Linked DNA regions of Mus musculus: region 2 is linked to region 1. A link is a contact called in public Hi-C data. All regions are on one chromosome and are shown on one strand. The core of a region is the stretch at or near the end of the contact, and the rest is flanking DNA. Distances in the headings are between cores, read along the strand shown. Region 1 overlaps Hsd3b5 (hydroxy-delta-5-steroid dehydrogenase, 3 beta- and steroid delta-isomerase 5). Region 2 holds the start of Hsd3b2 (hydroxy-delta-5-steroid dehydrogenase, 3 beta- and steroid delta-isomerase 2).

What was found. A called contact is a pair of places that touch in the nucleus more often than the background predicts.
Region 2: a contact with region 1 is called in a Hi-C map of liver, with 1.8 times the contacts expected there. The contact joins the promoter of Hsd3b2 here to the enhancer-like site in region 1. A contact is called at or near these places in 2 of 484 Hi-C or Micro-C datasets (liver and nephron progenitors), 1 of 115 datasets of contacts at active chromatin or transcription factors (embryonic stem cells) and 3 of 9 other capture datasets (adipose tissue, embryonic stem cells and liver).

What each region holds. Positions count from the first base shown.
Region 1 is chr3:98,634,371-98,637,248 of GRCm38.p6, forward strand. All of the region lies in intron 1 of Hsd3b5 (hydroxy-delta-5-steroid dehydrogenase, 3 beta- and steroid delta-isomerase 5), which reads right to left. Among named protein-coding and RNA genes, the nearest start is that of Hsd3b5, 9.7 kb to the right of the region's middle. Within about 2 kb of position 1,456, at least 3 of the 459 cell types and tissues checked have an H3K27ac peak or open chromatin away from gene starts, as enhancers often do. A contact at or near this core is called in liver, where this site is marked.
Region 2 is chr3:98,723,095-98,725,972 of GRCm38.p6, forward strand. It overlaps Hsd3b2 (hydroxy-delta-5-steroid dehydrogenase, 3 beta- and steroid delta-isomerase 2), which reads right to left and starts at 1,449. Exons shown (of 6, transcript NM_001359741.1): 1 at 1,379-1,449; 2 at 739-798.

The DNA of each region.
Region 1 (2,878 bases), core at 206-2,705:
ATGCCTATTCCCCACATTCTCTTCTATCAACTTCAGTGTATCTCTATTAGTTCTGAGGTTGTGTGTGTGTGTGTGTGTGTGTGTGTGTGTGTGTGTGTATGTGTGTGTGTGCAGTGTAGTAAGTGTGGATCTATGTGTATTTTTCTGCATGCAACCATCCAGTTTAATCAGTTCCAAATGTCAAAGATGCTGTCTTATTTTTCAGTGTGTACTTCTATATTCTTTATTAGGATTCTGATCTCAACGACTATGTCAATTGTGTCTAGGTCTTCAATTTGATTTCTTTGATTGTGTTTGCTTTTTTTCCAATACCATGCTGTTTTTATTACTATAGTTCCATAGTACAACTTAAAATTGGGAATAGTGATACCTCCTGCAATTCTTTAAATTCAGGAATATTTTATGTATCTTAGTTTTTTCTATGTATGTGTGCTCATATGAGGATTGGAGTTTTGGTTGGAAGTGCATAGACTCTGCAGATTGCTTTTGTTAGGATTGCCCTTGGTATTAGTTTAGTCATACTGACCCATGACCATGGAATCTCTTTCCATATTCTGAAACTCTCTTCATTGTCTTAAGGTTTTTAATCATACAATCTTTTACTTACTTGGTTAGAGTTACTCTAAGATATTTTATATGATTTAGAGCTATTGGGAAGGGTTTTGCTTCCCAGAATAATTTTCTCGTCTATTTTTCATTTGAATATAGGAGGCTACTGATTTTTGTGTGTTAATTTTCTACCCTGCTATTTGCTTTAAGTGTTTATCAACTCTAGGAATTTTCCAGTGGAATTAGTTGATTAGGGGCTAATTATATATCTTTGGCTAGTTAGCATTATGTAACATCCATACTTTGTCCCACTTGTATCCGGACTAACATCTCTTGTTAATAAATAAGCTATTAACTGGAAACCTACATCTTGTGATAATAACTACAAAGCTCCTAAAATCTACTGACTTAGCAGAATATTAACTTCTACCAGTCCCAGAGCCAGGAATTTCATCAGCTAGTATCTTATGTCTGTAGAATTGTTTGCACATCTTGCTGTACCTGCCCTTCTGGTTAGCTCACTAATGAATTTTAATATTGCCTTGATTTATAACTTTCTTGTTCTATTAAATGAAAATAATCTTGTGAAATTTCTTCCTTGTTGGAATGTGGCATTTGGAGCTATCTACATTTATGTTTCCAGTCATGGCAAGTACAATTGGCTCCAGATTCTACTCTCATATTTCTTTTAACATAAGAGCTTGATTCCCCACCCCACATTTGTGATTTGCCATCTGTGTGCTGGTGACAGGACATTGGTCTGCTATAAGACTACCAAGTACTCTTAACCACTTAGTCATCTTTGCAGCCCCACAATTTATTTTGGACCCTGATTCTTAGAGTGCCACAAACCTGAAAGCCGGGAATGACACTGGGAAGCTCTAGTAGGGTGTCTTTGAAGGCAACAGTTCAGCCCTGGTTCTACCTTTGCTCTCTGATTCGTGGTTCACCATGATGTGTACAGGCTAGAGATTCTTTGATTCCAGATTCAGGCTAGAGAATTCCTACAAAGTCACAAGCATATATCAGCACATGATTGGTGGGAGAGTAAAAGAGCAGAGTGCCAAAGATGTGTTGACAGTAAACACTATTTTTAATGTAAGCAATGCCATTTCAAATGTGAAGAATTTCTCACAAGTGGGAGAGAAACCACTGTTAGGTTTGTCTCTGTATCACTTTTCCTCTAAGAATTCCCAATGAAGCTCAATTCAAATGTAATGAAGTAATTAATCTGGGAAAGGAAACTCCAAGGGACTCTGTGCTGCTTGATGCCAGACTTCATTGTTTAAAACTTCACAATGCCTCAGAGTCTTTTCCAAGACATTGCTTTAGGGTACTGGACCCAAATGTGCTTACTGAGGGAAGAATTTCTGTCAGTAAAACCATTTAGAGACATTGCTGCTTTGGTTCAAGAGGGTCTGACTTCTGCTTGAATTTTGAGCAGAACTTGACATTCTAAAAGTACCTGTAACTTGCCTAGTGTCATTTTTGTCTGTGGGCTTACTGCCTTAATGTGCTTACTCAGACCTTGCCCTGGAAGCTTATAACCTCCTTACCATCTAACCAGTGCCTAGAATGTGTCCATACTCTTAGATATGAGACTGAATGAGCTCACTATTTCCTAGCTCTTTCTGATGTCTGGCTGGCTAGTTCTGAGTCTAACTCTTCTCTGAGATGACTGACTCAGTATAACTTCTTTCTCTGCCTCTGACTTTGTGCTCTGCTTGTCCTCAAAGTAAATCTGGCAATGTCTTTAATATTCTGGCTTACCATTCTCTGGGTAGTTCTGTCTTCACCTGTGTCTAGCTTCTTTTCTCTTTAAGCTCTGTCTGTAAAACTCACTCAGTAAAACTGCCTCCTTCTCTACTCTCTCTTTCCTCCCTTTTTCCCTGTGGTTCTATTTTTTTTTTCCATTTTTTATTAGGTATTTAACTCATTTACATTTCCAATGCTATACCAAAAGTCCCCCATATCCACCCACCCCTACTCCCCTGCCCACCCACTCCCCCTTTTTGGCCCTGGTATTCCCCTGTACTGGGGCATATAAAGTTTGCAAGTCCAATGGGCCTCTCTTTCCAGTGATGGCCGACTAGGCCATCTTTTGATATATATGCAGCTAGAGTCAAGAGCTCCGGGGTACTGGTTAGCTCATAATGTTGTTCCACCTATAGGGTTGCAGATCCCTTTAGCTCCTTGGCTACTTTCTCTAGCTCCTCCATTGGGAGCCCTATGATCCATCCATTAGCTGACTGTGAGCATCCACTTCTGTGTTTGCTGGGCCCCGGCATAGTCTCACAAGAGACAGCTACATCTGCGTCCTTTCAATAAA
Region 2 (2,878 bases), core at 199-2,698, 89 kb after region 1:
CACCCACTCCCCCTTTTTGGCCCTGGTGTTCCCCTGTACTGGGGCATATAAAGTTTGCAAGTCCAGTGGGCCTCTCTTTGCAGTGATGGCCGACTAGTAATTTCTGTTCTCTCAGCAGGAGCTGCCTGCCTACTCAGACAATGTGGGTATAGATGCAATGTATGATGTATCCCTCACACAAAAATGTGATAAATGACACTTAACACATTTATAAGGGCAGTGCCCTTTCCTATGATATGACATGGACGTGTTGAAGTGAGCACCCTCATATAGTGAGTAAGAGGTTGAGAAGGATGTATAAGCAGAAGTCATATCTTATTGCTGCTTCTGGTGGTAAATTGACATGCACTGTTTACACATATTGATATCCAAATCTGAGATTCAGCCCTGTCCTTTGACTTTAGACTCAAGCATGTTTATCTCCAATGTCCTTTAAAATGCTTTCCTAAGAGAGACTACCCCTCCTTTACCCTTGTGAAATGTAGACAAGGCATAGAGAAGAGTTAAAGCTATACAAAACATTTTGTCCTTGAGACCAGCTAGAACAACCATTGCCAAGAGAAGTTACTATTGCTTCTCTCATGGTGGAAATCAACCTATTGTGGGAATAACCAGCAGGAAGTTCACCTAAATAATCAGAAACCTCCCTACCAGGCAGTTTATTCTTTACTTTGTATTGCTGATACAAAACATCACAGCCAAAGCAACTTATAAAAGAAAGCATTTAATTGGACTTACGTTTTGTTTTCAAGGATTGTAGATCATGAAACAAGAGCAGTTGAGATCTCCATTTTTGATCTGGATGGAAAGAGCAGAGTGTGCAGTAGGATTGGCTGGAAGCTTCAAAGTCCACTTCCAGTGACATACCTCCTCCAAGAATGCCACACCTCCTAATGCTTCCATAGCATTTCCATCAATGGGTACCATATATTTAAACATGTGAGACTATGTGGGTGTTTGCATCCCACCATGAACCCCTGGAGCTCCAGCAGGAATGATCCAGCAGGGTCTCCCTAGTCATTTCTACTGGATAATTTAAGAACCTTATTTGAGGTTACAGTTGCTTCCTTTCCTACTTGGGCTACTCTAGTCTTATCTTCTTAGTAGTGTAAGCCCATAATTTGATGATGTTATTTGTTGATTCTCTCTCTCTCTCTCTCTCTCTCTCTCTCTCTCTCCCTCTCTCTCTCTCTCCTTTACTCACTTTGTGTTTTATGATTTCTAGTTAGAAATCTACCTACTGTGGGAGTAACCAGCAGGAAGCTCACCTAAATAAGTGAAAACCTCCCTACCAGGCACTGTATTCTTTACTCTGTACTGCCAATACAAAAACCTACAATTAAGCAACTTATAAAAGAAGGCATTTAATTGGACTTACATTTTGTTTCCAAGAGTTGGAGATCCTGAAGGCAGGCACAATTGAGAGCTCCCTTCTTGATTAGGACACAGAGAGCAGAGTGTGCTGCAGGATTGTTTGGAACTAGCTATGTGCTATGAAACATCACTCATTTATTTTGTGAAGTACCCGGTTTGAATATTAAATTCCTTGTCAGCCATAAGTGCTTACTTAGAAATTCTTGGCCTTAGTGGAAAAGTACTACCTTAGTTGAGGTTTCTGTGGGAAAATACTACCCCAAGTTAAGAGCAAATATCTATAGATCTTGTGGACAGGTACCAAGCAACTCTCTCTGTTCTGGTCCTCCTGCTGAACTTTTTACCTAGCCAATATCCTGCTATTGGAAACAGGTGCATTCACCCAGAGACAAAGCGATTCTGCATCCTCCTCCTCCCCATATCCTGCTTCTATTGGGTATAAAACTTGCCTGGGAAAAAGAACATTTGTCATCTTGATCAGACTTCACTTGTTGTCTGTTCTTTCTTGTTCCCCATTTTTCTTCCAGTTTGTTCTCTAGTCCTTGTTCACCTTGCTGCAGGTTGGGATAAACTGGTGCCCAGAATGTGGGGCTTCCCAGGGATCACTGAGGAAGAGAATGCTGCTCATTATTGGAAGGTTGGCCAACATGCTCTTCTTGAGAAGCACCAGAGAGATATTTCGCTTCAGCTCAATGCTACGGTCCAACCTACTGTGAGACAGTCTGGAAAGAGAGCATAATGTGGTGCAGATCTTAGGAGAAATACAGTAGGACATGGGACAAGCATTTTCTAAGTAGTCACTTTTTATGTCAGGGCTCAAGGAGTCACTCAAAAAGTGAGGAACTAGGGTTCAGAAAAAGGATTTAAAGAAATTTTTAGATTTTGTCTGAGACATTTGCTCATGCTTCTCCCAAGAGAGAGTGCTGGAAGTGCAGTTTCTCAAAGAAACCATTCCCTGTCCTCCTTCTGCTACTCTAGTGACTTATGTACCTCCTTTGTCCCCTTTAAGAGAAGGAATCTTGCCCACTTTGTGGCTGATGTTATGGACTTTTTCTTGCTCCCACTTATGGAGGAAACTAGCATGGCAGACCTTTATCCTTCCCTCATTGATTTTGATAATGAGCTGCAACCCACTGAGGAGTCTGCTCTCATAGGAGAGGAAACAGAGCAGAGAGCTATTGTGCTCCACCCACACTGGCTACAACCGCCATGGCCTCAGATCCTCCACTGAGAAATGTTGCCACACTTCTATTGTTCTTTCCACCACCACCCTATGGGATTTTAGATGCAGTTTTTGATCTGCCTGCCATGTCCAGTGCCTGCTGTCAGTTCACTGCTGAGGTGGAATCTCTGTGCAACATGGTAGAAACCCGAAAGGAGCAAGTGCAGCTGCTCAGAGCACTCCAGCAATTAGAAGACAAATAGTTTGGTTTAACCCCTCCCCCACCTCCTACCTCCCATGTGCACCTACAGATGCTGCTGTACCAGAGCAATGTCTCTTCTT